2 separate regions of the Triticum aestivum genome follow, and region 2 is linked to region 1. The links are chromatin contacts, called in public Hi-C maps. All regions are on one chromosome and are shown on one strand. Each heading gives the region's core, a stretch centred on a gene start, on an enhancer-like site or on the middle of the called end of the contact. The rest is flanking DNA. Distances are from core to core; before and after follow the strand shown. Region 1 has its middle 6.3 kb from the start of LOC123185096. Region 2 holds the start of LOC123188197 (insulin-degrading enzyme-like 1, peroxisomal).

Region 1 (7,724 bases), core at 2,916-5,415:
TCAAGAATATCCTTAGTAAGGACTAAGGAGATGTTTCTCGATTATGGAGGTGATAAAAGAGTTTATTGTAAAAGTTACATCAGTGCAAACTTTTACACTGATCCAGATGACTCTAAGTCTCAACCTGAATACATATTAAAAGTGGGAGCAATTAGCTAGAGTAGCTCCGTGCAGAGCATTGTGGACATAAAATATTTGCAAAATACATACGGCTCTGAATGTGACAGACCCGTTGACTAAGCTTCTCTCACGAGCAAAACATGATCACACCTTAGTACTCTTTGGTGTTAATCACATAGCGATGTGAACTAGATTATTGACTCTAGTAAACCCTTTGGGTGTTGGTCACATGATGATGTGAACTATGGGTGTTAATCATATACAGATATGAATATTGGTGTTAAATCACATGGTGATGTGAACTAGATTATTGACTCTAGTGCAAGTGGGAGACTGAAGGAAATATGCCCTAGAGGCAATAATAAAGTTATTATTTATTTCCTTATTTCATGATAAATGTTTATTATTCATGCTAGAATTGTATTAACCGGAAACATAATACATGTGTGAATACATAGACAAACATAGTGTCACTAGTATGCCTCTACTTGACTAGCTCGTTTATCAGAGATGGTTATGTTTCCTAGCCATGGACAAAAGAGTTGTCATTTGATTAACGGGGTCACATCATTAGGAGAATGATGTGATTGACTTGACCCATTCCGTTAGCTTAGCACTTGATCGTTTAGTATTCTGCTATTGCTTCCTTCATGACTTATACATGTTCCTGTAACTATGAGAATTGTGTAACTCCCGTTTACCGGAGGAACACTTTGGGTACTACCAAACGTCACAACGTAACTGGGTGATTATAAAGGAGTACTACAGGTGTCTCCGAAGGTACATGTTGAGTTAGCATAATTCGAGATTAGGTTTTGTCACTCCGATTGTCGGAGAGGTATCTCTGGGCCCTCTCGGCAATACTCATCACCTAAGCCTTGCAAGCATGTAACTAATGAGTTAGTTATAAGATGAAGTATTACAGAACGAGTAAAGAGACTTGTCGATAACGAGATTGAACTAGGTATTGGATACCGACGATCGAATCTCGGACAAGTAACATACCGATGACAAAGGGAACAACGTATGTTGTTATGCGGTTTGACCGATAAAGATCTTCGTAGAATATGTAGGAACCAATATGGGCATCCAGGTCCCGCTATTGGTTATTGACCAGAGATGTGTCTCAGTCATGTCTACATCGTTCTCGAACCGTAGGGTCCGCACGCTTAAGGTTTCGATGACAATTATATTATGAGTTTATGTATTTTGATGTACCGAAGGTTGTTCGGAGTCCCGGATATGATTACGGACATGACGAGGAGTCTCGAAATGGTCGAGACATAAAGATTGATATATTGGACGGATATATTTGGACACCGGAAAGGTTCCGGAGAAGTTTGGAGCCCCGGGAGGTTACCGGAACCCCCCGGGAGGTATATGGGCCTTATTGGGCCCATGTAGGAGGAAGAGAGAAGGAGCAAGGGAGGGGGCGCGCCCCCCCAAGCCCAATCCGAATTGGGGAGGGGGGCCGCCCCCCCCTTTCCTTTCTCCTTCCCCCTCTTCCTATTACTACTACTAGTACTACTTCCTAATACTAGTACTCTTTCCTTCCCCCTCCAAATAAGATAAGGAAAAGAGAGGGAAACCTACTTGGAGTAGGTTTCCCCCTCCTCATGGCGCGCCCCCCTAGGGCCGGCCACCTCCTCCCTCCCTCCTTTATATACGGGGGTAGGGGGCACCCTAGAACACACAAGTTGATCATTGATCGTTCCTTAGCCGTGTGCGGTGCCCCCCTCCACGATATTACACCTCGGTCATATTGTAGCGGTGCTTAGGCGAAGCCCTGCAACAGGAGAACATCAAGATCGTCACCACGCCGTCGTGCTGACGGAACTCCCCCTCGGCGCCTCTGCTGGATCGGAGATCGAGGGTGCGTCATCGAGCTGTACGCGTGTCAAGAACTCGGAGGTGCCGGAGTAACGGTACTTGGATCGGTTGAACCGGAGGACGTACGACTACTTCCTCTACGTTGCGTCAACGCTTCCGCTTCGGTCTACGAGGGTACGTAGACAACACTCTCCCCTCGTTGCTATATCATCACCATGATCTTGCGTGTGCGTAGGAAATTTTTTGAAATTACTACGTTCCCCAACACTTCCGCCTATATATCTCCATATACCCTAAAAACATCAAGGAGCACAATAGATCGGGAGTTCCACCGCCAGAAGCCTCCGTAGCCACCGAAAGCCAATCTAGACCCGTTCCGGCACCCTGCCGGAGGGGGGAATCCCTCTCCGGTGGCTATCTTCATCATCCCGGTGCTCTCCATGATGAGGAGGGAGTAGTTCTCCCTCGGGGCTGAGGGTATGTACCAGTAGCTATGTGTTTGATCTCTCTCTCTCTCTCTCTCTCTCTCTCTCTCTCTCTCTCTCTCTCGTGTTCTTGAGATGATACGATCTTGATGTATCACGAGCTTTGCTATTATATTTGGATCCTATGATGTTTCTTCCCCCCTCTACTCTTTTGTAATGGATTGAGTTTCCCCTTTGAAGTTATCTTATCGGATTGAGTCCTTAAAGATTTGAGAACACTTGATGTATGTCTTGGCGTGCATATCTGTGGTGACAATGGGATATCACGTGATTCACTTGATGTATGTTTTGGTGACCAACTTGCGGGTTCCGCCCATGAACCTATGCATAGGGGTTGGCACACGTTTTCGTCGTGATTCTCCGGTAGAAACTTTGGGGCACTCTTTGAGGTTCTATGTGTTGGTTGAATAGATGAATCTGAGATTGTGTGACGCATATCGTATAATCATACCCACGGATACTTGAGGTGACATTGGAGTATCTAGGTGACATTAGGGTTTTGGTTGATTTGTGTCTTAAGGTGTTATTCTAGTACGAACTTTAGGGCTGTTTGTGACACTTATAGGAATAGCCCAACAGATTGATTGGAAAGAATAACTTTGAGGTGGTTTCGTACCCTACCATAATCTCTTCGTTTGTTCTCCGCTATTAGTGACTTTGGAGTGACTCTTTGTTGCATGTTGAGGGATAGTTATGTGATCCAACTATGTTATTATGTTGAGAGGACTTGCACTAGTGAAAGTATGAACCCTAGGCCTTGTTTCCTATCATTGCAATGCCGTTTATGCTCACTTTTACCATTAGTTACCTTGCTGTTTTTATATTTTCAGATTACAAAGACTATTATCTACTATCCATATACCACTTGTATCACCATCTCTTCGCCGAACTAGTGCACCTATACAATTTACCATTGTATTGGGTGTGTTGGGGACACAAGAGACTCTTTGTTATTTGGTTGCAGGGTTGCCTGAGAGAGACCATCTTCATCCTACGCCTCCTACGGATTGATAAACCTTAGGTCATCCACTTGAGGGAAATTTGCTACTGTCCTACAAACCTCTGCACTTGGAGGCCCAACAACGTCTACAAGAAGAAGGTTGTGTAGTAGACATCAGCGGGCAAAGTGGAATGCCAGAGGATTTCGGGGACTTCTCTGGTTAGGGAGAATGGCGTGTCCTGCCATGGACTAGGGGCGTTCATGGTGGAGCGCCTGCTAGTGGTGCACCAGGTCGAACCTACAGGCAGGCCTTGCTTGGGAGAATTGGGCCATCTGATTGGAGGATCCCGCCGATGGCATCTGGCACGGCGGCGCCGACACACGCGCCCAGGGGCAGTTCCGTGGTGACTGCGGCAGGGCTGAGGCAGGTGGCCGTGGCCGCTGATGCTGGTGTGTCACTTGTGCAGCAGCCGCAGTTGGCCATAGAAGATCCGGGGAGGAGCCTGGGGGCCACGCCAGCACATGCTGCGGGGGTGGCCAATCCGAAACTGCCTACAGCGCTGGGGCCGGAGGAGGCTACTTTTGACCAGGAGGAGATAAGGGAACAGGCCAATCAGATCGCAGCGGTGGGTGCAGTTAGCTCAGATCCGGAGACCGAGAAAGGGACCCACGCCGATCCCGAGGCGGCAGATAAAGCGTAGGGCGAGGCTTGCCCGGACGTGGCACTGGGGGATCCAATGCCAGCCAATGCAAATGTGCAGGATGGGTCTGAGGACCTGGCGCATCGGGAGGTGGACCGGCATGTGGGGGACGCTGCTGCCCATCCCCACGCTGGAACCAAGGAGGAGACACTATAGCAGGATAGGCCACCGGTGCAGGTTCCCGACCAGACAGCAAATGGGTGGGCCCTAGTGTTGGACGTGTTGCAGCTAGCGACAGCGGGGGAGATGGCATGTCCATCAGGTGGCGCGGCAGACATGGGACCCGCCACACAGGAATATGGGGGAAGGAATATGGAGGCTGATGTGACCACGAGAGAAGCATGCATGCACGAACCGTTGCATGGCGATAATGCATCGGACGCTGGTGCAATTGCATCACAGCACCATGAGGGGAATTTATCTGACAAGGAAGTGGTGGCACTTGGAAACATTAAGGCGTTCTGTGCTGGGTTGCTCAAAAAGCTCGCACCACCGTTGCTCAAGGAGTTCCAAGGGCTGCGAGGGGTTAAAACAGGGCAGGATCCTTTCACTCCACGCCGCGCAACACGGTCCATCTGTGCCGGCAGCTCTAGGAAGACGAAGGCCTTGGTAGCCGAAACGGTGCTTCTTAAAACCCTGGGATTCGACTGTGATGATCTGGCGGTCTCGGAGGACGCGCCAGGTCAGCTACGTACGGTGTTCGACTCACCACTCCAGGAGCCGCAATTGAGGGCCATCGCAGCTATCTTCGAGAAAGTGATACCGCTCAATCTTGCGAAGGAGACAGGGATGGCCGAGCCACTATTGGTGCAGTAGGTGCGTTGGCACCGGCGGTGTTGGAGGCATATTCATCTGATGTCGTTCAACGCTTTGGAGTTGGTGTGCTGGAATGTTAGAGGTCTCAACAATCTTGCCAAAAGGAAGGACCTTAGAGGTTTTGTAGATTCTACTCGCGCGGCGGTCGTCTGTATACTTGAAACCAAATTAGAGGTGGTGGACACTTTTGTAATCTTGCAATGCATGGGGCCAAACTATGATGATTTCACCTACTTACCGGCGTCGGATACTAGAGGCGGTATATTTGTGGCATGGGACACCACGCGGGTTCTCTTGACAAACTATGCCAATGATACTCATAGCATCACTGGGTACATCTCGCCCAAGGAGGGGCGCCATGGTGGCTAACAGTAGTATATGGGCCTCAGGATGATGTGCTCAAGATTAACTTCTTGAACGAACTATCGGACTGTAGATCGCTATGCCCTAGGCCATGGCTTGTCATAGGAGATTTTAACCTCATCCTATACGCGACAGACAAAAATAACTCCAACTTGGACAGGAGAATGATGGGGAAGTTCAAACGTTTCGTCGATGATAACGCGCTAAAGGAGCTCTTCTTGCATGGGCGCAAATACACGTGGAGCAACGAAAGGGAGACGCCCACTCTCACTAAAATAGACCACGCTTTTGTGTCCGTTGATTGGGAGCTCGAGCACCCGGAGTGCTTGCTGCAAGCTTTATCTATAGAGTACTCTGACCATTGCCCGCTGCATCTCGCGCTCCATGAACACATGCATGCCAAAAGGAGGTTCTGCTTTGAAAAGTTATGGGTCAAGATGGATGGGTTTTTGGATGTCATCAAGGAGGCTTGGGTTTGCGATCCAGATATTACTGATCCTTTCATGCGTCTCGACATCATGCTCAGAAACACAGCCCGAGCGCTTGCAACATGGGGACAAAAGGAGATAGGAAATATCAAACTGCAAATCGCTATTGCCAACATTGTCATTCCGCGGTTTGACTGCGCTCAGGAGAGTAGAGCACTGACAGAGGAGGAGAGATGTCTTAGAAGAACCCTAAAACAACTGGTACTAGGGCTTGCATCCCTAGAGAGGACTATAGTGCGGCAGAGGTCGAGAATAACATGGCTACAAGAAGGGGACACAAACACGCAGTTGTTTCACTTGGTAGCGAATGGAAAGGCATATGAAAAACTACATACCTTCCTTGACCATGGATGGGCACATCATCACGGATCACAAGGAGGATGCCTTCTACAAGGCATACAAAGAGCTGCTTGGCAAGGACGGTGCCCGAGACTTCACGCTCGACTTGGAGGGTCTTGGTGTTTTGCGTGTGGACCTCTCGAAGCAGGATCGCGTGTTTTCTGAAGAGGAGATTTGGCCAGTAATCAAGGACTTGCCATCGGATAAGGCGCCTGGGCCGGATGGGTTCATAGGTCTTTTCTTCCAAAAAGCTTGGGAAATAATCAAGGAGGATCTAGTAGCTGCGATACACAAGCTCTTCCTAGGCAATGGAAGGGGAATTGGAAGACTTAACCAGGCTTTGATCACGCTCATTCCAAAGTCACCGGAAGCATGCACTATTTTTGATTTCCGACCTATATGCCTGGTGCACAGTATGCCCAAGATTGCATCCAAGCTACTGACTGCCAGACTAAGACCATGCATGGGAGAGCTTGTTCAGACGAACTAGGCCGCATTCACAAAAGGCAGATGCTTGCATGATAACTTCCTCTTGGTTCGGCAAATGACGCGCACGATGCATCGGAGGAAAGCCAAGGGAGTATTGCTAAAGCTTGACATATCCAAAGCTTTTGACTCTCTAGCGTGGCCGTTCCTGTTCGATGTGTTAAGGGCGAAAGGATTCTCGGAGCGTTGGATTTCTTGGATTGCGACCTTTCTTACCACTGCCAGCTCGAGAATTCTAGCGAATGGATGCGCTGGTGACAAGTTCATGCACGCCAAAGGACTTAGGCAAGGGGACTCGATATCCCCCTTGCTTTTTGTTATGCCATGGACATTCTAACGGCTATCATTAGCAAGGCGCATGAGGCCAGAGTGCTTAGTTCCATCAATGGATGTAGCCCTGTGCAGCGCCTGTCCTTGTACGCTAATGATGTGGTGCTCTTCATAAAACCAACATGGTCTGATCTCATGTTCGTCAAGGAAATTCTCACCATCTTCGGTGTGGCATCAGGGCTCAAAGTCAATTATACCAAATCTGCGGCAATCATGATTAGGGCCGAGAGTGAGGATGAGGAGCTTGTCAAGTCTGCACTGCCATGGAAGATTGACACCTCTCCGTGCAAATACCTTAGGCTACAGCTAAGCATTAGGCAGCTCAAAAGATCCGAGTGGCAGCCGATAGTGGATACAACTCTGCACATTTTGTCAGGATCGCAAAGGGGCCTTGTGACGAGGCCTGGGAGACTCATCCTTGTCAATCAAGTCATGAGAGCGCGAGCCACTCATCACCTCATGATCGCGGAGGCACCAAAATGGGCACTGGAAAGAGTGGACAAAGGTTGCCGTGCATTTTTCTGGGCTGGAACAGAGGCGGTGAATGGGGGCAAATGTGTTGTCTCCTGGACTAGGGTGTGCAGGCCTAAGCACATGGGTGGGCTGGGAGTCATTGACCTATACAAGCACGACATCGCATTAAGACTAAGATGGGAATGGCTCCGACACACGGATGTCACTAGACCTTGGCAAGGGCTCAACTTGACCGTGGACAAAAAGGTGGACCAAGCGTTTGGGAGCCTGGTTAAATGGAAAGTTGGCTTAGGAGGCAAGACCTTGTTCTGAAAAGACCGATGGATACACGGTGCAGCTATCAAAGATATTG
Region 2 (7,724 bases), core at 2,373-4,872, 380 kb before region 1:
GCATACAGAACAAGGAGAAAATAATTGAATTGCAATATGATACTTTGAAAACATTTAGTATGAAACAGAGTCCAAAATTGTTGAAAATGATTTCTGAATTTAGTAAAAAATTATTGTCACGACTCCAAAATGCCAGAATACCATCCAACTTTAACAAAATAAGATTTCTATCAGCAAGCTGTTTGTTGATTCAAATAAGCCTGAAAACTGGGAGTACCTGACTCATTCGCCATGGATCTGACAATATATTTTTCTGGTTTTCTGCCAATGAAGAAAAATAGAAAAATTAGAAGCTGGTCCTCTCATTAGAATCAGCAGAAAAGGTAAGAGACAACATATACCAGAGTCAACAGCTTTTATTTCCCTAAGGGTTGCATCAGGGGACATCAATGGCTTTATAAAGAATTGTGCGAACCTGAAAACAAGAGACAAGATGGAACAGGAATTAGCTTTTGCAAAACAAGGACAAGAAGGTAGAAAGAAAGAAACAGAAGGTACCTATCTAAAGCATCATCCAGGCTGTCATTGTTCACATCAAAATAGAAGTTTGTGTGTTCAGAGGTTGTAAAGGCATTTGTCGAACCACCATGCTACAAGAAACACACATATTAGCTAGCTAATGGTTATTGATTAATAACAGAGGATCCACCTAAGATGGTAATATCAGTGTATGAACTATGAATCTGAAAAATAGCTAAGCCTCCAAGCAGAAGCTTTCCTACTAGCATTGTTGATGGTTTACAAGGCTTGACCTATGCCTGGCAAAATACCAGTGGTATACCATATGTTAGGACTTAGGACCTTAGTTTAGGCACTGCCACAGCAGCAATTTTCTCAGTTTCCTCAATAACAGGACATTGTGGCCACATATATCTGAAAAGAACTATATATATGGAAACCAACCAGCACCCTATGATGATAAAATCATAAAAGAAGACTGTCCCATGATCAAGTAGATAAAAGATTAGTTGCTCAAATTTTAGTCTATTCTGATGCCTGCTGCTTCTGGATAACTAGAATCCTTAAATGTAGAATTGTTTTGCAAGGATCACACTATGTTCAAACTTCAAAGTCATGTTGCTGTTTTTCTGGGCAACTGAGTTGTTCTGAAGCATTTCCACTTTTTAAAAATCAGCTTGAGCTCAATCAAACAAATTACTACCACGGTGATACCAAGATCAGTTACAGAGAACCCTTTTTAATAATATACAAACTGGAAAGGTGGAAATTTTACCCCTGGCAAACTACGTACCTCAGCGATGTACTTTGAGTAACTGTCTTCTATTGGATATTTTTCACTCGCGTAGAAAAGCATATGCTCTGTGGAAGTAGAACCAGGCATAAGCATGTTACAGATTAAAAGATGCACAAACACCCACACGCTAGTACTGGAACATACATGTGGTGGAGCTTTTTAAATGCTAGAATATAAACCAACAAGATGAAAAACAATGCAATGAGATTTATACAGTAGATGGCGGTGCACTGGTACACGAAAAGTTACATCCTAGAGATAGAGCGATATGGAAAACAAGTTTAAAATATAGCAAGCACAATTTGTGGCATCTACCCTTAGGTTTACTCTGCAGGTCTACTTAGTACAGCTAGTTGCCACTCCTCACCACATAATCTTTGAGCTCCTGGGTCATTATTACTTATTAGTATTAGTAAGATGCTGCGTTCAACATTCTATCAGAAGATGTCAATTTCACATTCAGACGTTCAGTTGCAAGCGAATCAGGTTCTCTAATGGCCATGCAATATGTGTTTCGCTGTTCTTTTTTAAAATGAAGAGATGATGCTAGAACTTTACTCTAGGATGTCAAGGGGAATATGCAGAACTCGAACATCTTGAAAACCTTGTTTTTTATGGTATGATGCTTGAAGTTTTGTGTTGTGTGTGTGTGTGGTGGGGGGGTCACATATGGTTTGGTCTGACCACGCCAGTACATCTTACATTTTCGAGGACCTGAAGACCTCGGCTCTTGTAGTTTGATTTCATCACCAAAATCCCCTTTATCCAAAAGGGAAATATGCAAAACTCCAGGTAGCAAATTGAAGAAGCGAGTACCATGCTGATGTATGAACATCCAGAATTCTGTTTCTTTCTCCTTGATTATTTATGGTACAAGGACTGTGAAAAGAACATGCACATCCAAATTGGTGCCGACTTGTATCTGTATTTACTTATTCGATGATTAATGTCATGCTAGTGGTTACTCTACTGAACAACCCAGAAGCACACACATCCCAATATATCAGGACATTCTATAGCAGTAATCCCAATTGAAAAAAGCCTTTCATAACAAACTAGCAAATTGCAGTGATAGGCCACACGAGTATAAAATCATAACAAGAGCAATAGCACGGCGACAGAGAGACCCTCTTTCAGGGGGCTGTTGTTGGTTGAACTGGCACGCTGGGCTCCACCGAGGGCGAAGTTGTTCGTTTGGCTTGCTTGCCAAAAGCGTTGCTGCACTGCCGAGAGGCTGGCAAGGCTGGGCTTGCACGACCACCCGCATTGTCTGCTTTGCGACCAATCGCAGAGACCATGACTCACCTTCTCACTGGTTACCCCTTCTCACTAACCCAGTTGCATGAGGTCCTATCTTGGATCGGATCCAATGCAGTGCCTCTGGTTATCGGTGAGGACTTCATTGACTGGTGGTACCGGCCCACCGGGTTCACCCCGGCCTTGATGCGCAATGGCACCTCATCACCATGCTCACAGCTTGGTGGATGGAGGCATCACAATGTCGCATATCACCAGTTCGCTAAGCACAATCAAATCTGAGGCGCAGTTGTGGGCGAGAGCAGGGGCGGTGGGTCTTACTGCGAGTATCCAGGGACTGCTACTACTACCGAGCTGTGTTGCCTTGTGCTTTGGGGCTTCTAATGAACTCTTTTTCTATCTATCAATGCATCGAGACTCAAGTTTCTGCGTTTTCACAAGAAGACAAGGCACGGCAACTGAGAAATCGAGGTTGTTAGGTCGCAGCTGCAGTAAGATTTTCGTCACTAGCGTCTGTAAGATGATCCCTGAACGACTAACTACAGCAAAAGCAGCAGTATCAAGCATGCCCCTGGCCCTGGGTGGGTGTAACGCAACAAGCCACGGCAGAGCGCTCACCAAGGAAGTGCGCGAGCCCCTCCATCCCGTCGGGATCACAGAAGTACCCCACCGAGACATTCATCGACGCCGCAGCCTGCAAACAAATCGCGAATTTCAGAATCTGGACGAAACCAAGAAGCTGCCACGAAACCCCGGCCCGTCCCGATTGAAGAGCGAGTGGGCGACTGGAGCTGACCTTGTCGGTGTCGGGGTCGCTGATGAGGAGGCACTCGAGGGCGTTCGGGAGCACCACGCGGCGGTACCCGCGCCTGTCGTTGCGGGGCTTGGTGACTTCCACCTCAGCCTTCGCGGTGGCCAGCGCAGCGGCGCCGTCGGCCGGCTCGGCGGGGGCGTCCACCTCTCGCAGCCTCGAATCCATCGCGTCGCCGCCCAGTCGTCGTCGGCGCTAGGGGAGGGCAAGTCTTGGGGCGAGGCTCGCTGCTCGGGTTGGTTTTAGGGGCCGTTTGGATCGCTGCTCTCAACGCCAAGCCAAAATATCGGCGTTGACTGGGACGTGGGTGTGTTTGGATTTACTTCCGATTCTTTTGGCACGCCCAGCTCGCCCGCACTCCCTTCATCCTTCATCTGGGAGTGTTTGGTTGCGGTTTGCTATAATTTCTGTATTATATACATTTCTCAACTCAGTCTGGTTAAGTAAAAATAGGTTCTAATACATCATCTGTAAGTTGTTTGGTTGCTTGTATTAGTGTCTCTCATTAAGTAATACGCAAGTGCACTTTGTTTAGTTGCCTGCATTGGTTCAAGCGGCACATGAACACGGTGTTTGGTTGCATACGGTGTACATGTTGTGCTTACCTTGTACCCTAGTTGACAAGCTTACCCACACCTAAAACACCTGGGTGGCAGACACCTCCTGCCCACAGAAATCGAATACCTGCTTCGCAACGGTGTTCAAGTGCACCTCCCTGAAGCCTTTGTCAGTCCTAACTCCATTAGAGATGAGCTCACACATTTTATTCAGCACGAACGTGGACATGAACGGCTGTCACTTCATGTTGTTCGACCTACCATCTTTTTTTGCCTTTGCTGCTGCTACCTTGAGTGCAGCGCCAGCAGCAGCAGCAGGAGTTAGTTCAACTAGCACTACTGGCACATAGAGGGAATCAGACGCGAACACCTCTAAATCAGATGCCATCTTGGACATACGCTGCAAGTCCTTCGACAAACGATGAAGCAAACTGGTTATCGGACAGGACAAAGGCCTGACTAAGATCTTGCGTCTGCGTGGTCATGTCCTACAATCGTAGCACGCATTGACAGTAAGCATAGCACACAACATACCAGACAACCCATGAAAGCAGAGTATACATGTACATGGTTCATCACTATCATAGCAAGCACATGCTTCATTGCTATCATACTAAGCATACCGGACAATCTATGAGCAGGAACATACATCTACAACAAACAGCATGCTACAAATGGACCACCAATAGTTACAAATCACAGATCTAAGCACAATTCAACACAAGCACAAGGTTCAACTTCAAACTCTACTACTAATCTAGCCTACCACATGCTTGAACATCTATCCCTACCACAAATTGCAACCGCAGCATAGCAATCAACCATATCAGCTCACAGATCAGATTACTAATCAACCATGCATCTAGATCAAACCCTAGTTGCAGCTCAGATCTAGCTAGAAGAAACAGTGGGAAAGGGAGATTGAACTCACAGAGGCCATGGCTGCAGCTCGAGGACGAGGGGGCGGTCGTGGAAGATCAACGCCGGTCGGTGAAGGAGCGCCGACGTCGTGGACCGCGGGCCGATGAAGATGTGCCGCTTACCTGCTCGTCGGTGCCGATGCGCGTCGGCAGGAAAGCTCGAATGGAGGGAGAATGGTGGCGGGAGTTGGGGCGGTGAGGGAGGGGCTAAATAAGGGTGGACTCGGCGGGAGGTGAGCCAAAATCCTCTTGCTGATTTTTCAGCGACGCGGGCGAGCTCACGCCATCTCCCTGCTCGCACGAGGGGAGAAGCGCGTCGCGCCCCCTGCCTCGCCCGAGCCAGGCTCGCGAGCTACTGCCGATTCGGACGTTTCCCCTGGGCCTGGCCTGGACGTGCTTTAAGTTCCGTGCGATGCAGGCCGCACAGTGAACGCAGACAACCAAACGGGCTCAATCTTTCCCGCACGGGCCAGGCTGGGTCTTATGCAGGCAACCAAACACACCCCTGATTCCATGCCAAATTGTTGACGAAACCAGGGTACAAACCAAACAGCCCTGATCTTGAAGGCGCAAATCGGCCCTTTCCGCTAAAACAATATAAGGGCATCTTCAGTGGATGCAAATTTGCATCTCCACCTACAGAAGATGTAAAATTGGCGGCCGCACGTCAACTGCCCAACTACCTTCATTCGGTTTCCGTCCACCCGACCCTGCCTGCCCAACTCCCCCGCTTGTCGATTTCGTCGAAAATCAACATCGCCGCCCGCCCGCCCACCTGTCCCCCGCCGCCCGCCTCGCTAGAGTAGAGATGGTTGCCCCCAGTCGCCGCTTCAAATCGAAGCTTCGTTGGAAGTCTGGCTGTCATAGTGGCTTCCACGGCGTGGTCATGGATGGGCAGGGCTTGTTCCGAGCCTCGCCCAATCGCTGGAGGTATGGGAGGCATGCCACACCGCCCGCCCGATGGCAGCCCACCTCCGTCGTTCTTCCAGCCGCGTGAAGTCGGTCGCCCGCAACACCAAGCTCCCACCATCTTCTCTGCAGGGTTGCGTCCGTCTCCTCTGTCGAGCTGCCGCTGGCGGCCGCACAAGCCGCTGCTGAACGGCTGCCCAAACCGCAGTCAGCCGATTTCTTCCAACCCGCACGCAAGGTGTTTGACGAAATTCCCCCAAGGTAAAAATCGAGCAAACTTGAATGTTTTTTCATTGGGGTTGAAGATGGAGTTTGATGGTGATTTCCGCATTGTAGATGAGCTCGTGTGACTCCTCTTTCATGGACGATTCCTCGTCGGATGAGGAATTTTATTTGATCAAAGAAGGGGACATTGTTATGCTAGTGGTGATGCACAAGAGGAAGAAGCCGAAGCACGGTAGTTCCATGTATGGCCGTGAGTTCATCCAGAGAGAACGGTTTGACGTGCACAAGAGGTTGATGCACAACTATTTTGGTTCACCTCCCGTTTTTTCAGAGAGGTACTTCCGACGCCGGTTCAGAATGTCCAAAGATTTGTTCATCCACATTTGCAATTCTGTGAAGCAACATGACTGATCCTTTGAGCAGAGGAGGAATTGTGTCGGGTTGCTTGGACATAGCACCGAGCAGAAGGTCACTGCCGCTTTGCGCATGATGGCCTATGGTGTTCCGACAGACTACATTGATGACAACTTGGCGATGGCAGAGAGCACTTTTATCTTCTATGTCAAACAATTTGCAAAGAGTATGGTAGAAGTGTTTGGTCCAGGGTAGTTGAGAGCAATCAATGCTCAGGACAGTCATAGGCTTTTGGAGATGAACAAAGCTTGTGGGTTTTCAGCTATGCTAGGGTCCATCGATTGCATGCATTGAAAATTAAAAAATTTCCCAAAAGCATGACATGGATAGTTTAAGGGACGCGGGAAGGATGCCACTATCAATCTTGAGGCCGTTGTTCATCAAGAAACATGGTTTTGGCATTCATATTTTGGGATGTCTAGATCTTGCAATGATGTCAATGTGCTCGACCGGTCACCTCTTTTTGCCAAGTTAGCAAATGGAGAAGCACTATCGGTGACCTTCGAAGCAAATGGCCGCACATACAACTATGGGTATTATCTTGCGGATGGCATCTACCCGAGGTGGAGTACTTTTGTCAAGCCAATAGCAAGACCCCAAGGTAAGAAAGAACTCATCTTTCACAATGCACAAGGGATGGCTATGAAAGATGTTGAGAGGGCTTTTGGTATTTTGCAATGCCAATTTGCTATTGTGTGAGGACCATCTAGATTCTGGGATAAAAAAACCTTTGGTATCATGACTGCTCGTGTGATCATGCATAACATGATCATTGAGAATGAGCGTGGACAGGTGAAAGTGCAACTATCTATGGGTGGTTTTGGTAATTCCTAACAACATATAGCTCATTGAACTAATGCTCTTTCAAGATGATCATTTCAGAAAGTTCAATGATTGGCATGGCATCGACTAGGAATGTGGACCCCTCAAAATGCTAAGGACACATATTGGCTCAAGCTCAAGACTCTACACTTTTAATTTTAGTGATTCAAGATCATATTGAGTCCATAGGAAAAGCCAATACTATTGAAAGAGGGTGAGGTGTTGCTTAATGACTTGCTTTCTCAAAATGCTTAATGATATGCTCCAAAAGCCCTCAACCACTTTTTCATATCCACATATTGTTGGGGAACGCAGTATTTCAAAAAAATTCCTACGATCACGCAAGATCTATCTAGGAGATGCATATCAATGAGAGGGGGAGAGTATGTCTACGTACCCTCATAGACTGAAAGCAGAAGTGTTATGAAACGCGGTTGATGTAGTCGAATGTCTTCGCGATCCAACCGATCAAGTACCGAATGCACGGCACCTCCGTGATCTACACACGTTCAGCTCGGTGATGTCCCTCATACTCTTGATCCAGTTGAGGCCGA

Evidence for each region. Hi-C and Micro-C count contacts between places; a contact is called where the count stands out from the background.
Region 2: a Hi-C map of leaf shows a contact between it and region 1, with 7 times the contacts expected there. The contact joins the promoter of LOC123188197 here to the enhancer-like site in region 1.

Annotation. Positions count from the first base shown.
Region 1 is chr2A:174,592,057-174,599,780 of IWGSC CS RefSeq v2.1, reverse strand. No RefSeq gene overlaps it. Among protein-coding and RNA genes, the nearest start is that of LOC123185096, 6.3 kb to the right of the region's middle. Within about 2 kb of position 4,165, at least 7 of the 8 cell types and tissues checked have an H3K27ac peak or open chromatin away from gene starts, as enhancers often do. A contact at or near this core is called in leaf, where this site is marked.
Region 2 is chr2A:174,967,155-174,974,878 of IWGSC CS RefSeq v2.1, reverse strand. It overlaps LOC123188197 (insulin-degrading enzyme-like 1, peroxisomal), which reads right to left and starts at 3,622. Exons shown (of 26, transcript XM_044600235.1): 1 at 3,309-3,622; 2 at 3,131-3,206; 3 at 1,253-1,320; 4 at 499-590; 5 at 342-415; 6 at 218-261. The coding sequence starts at 3,491.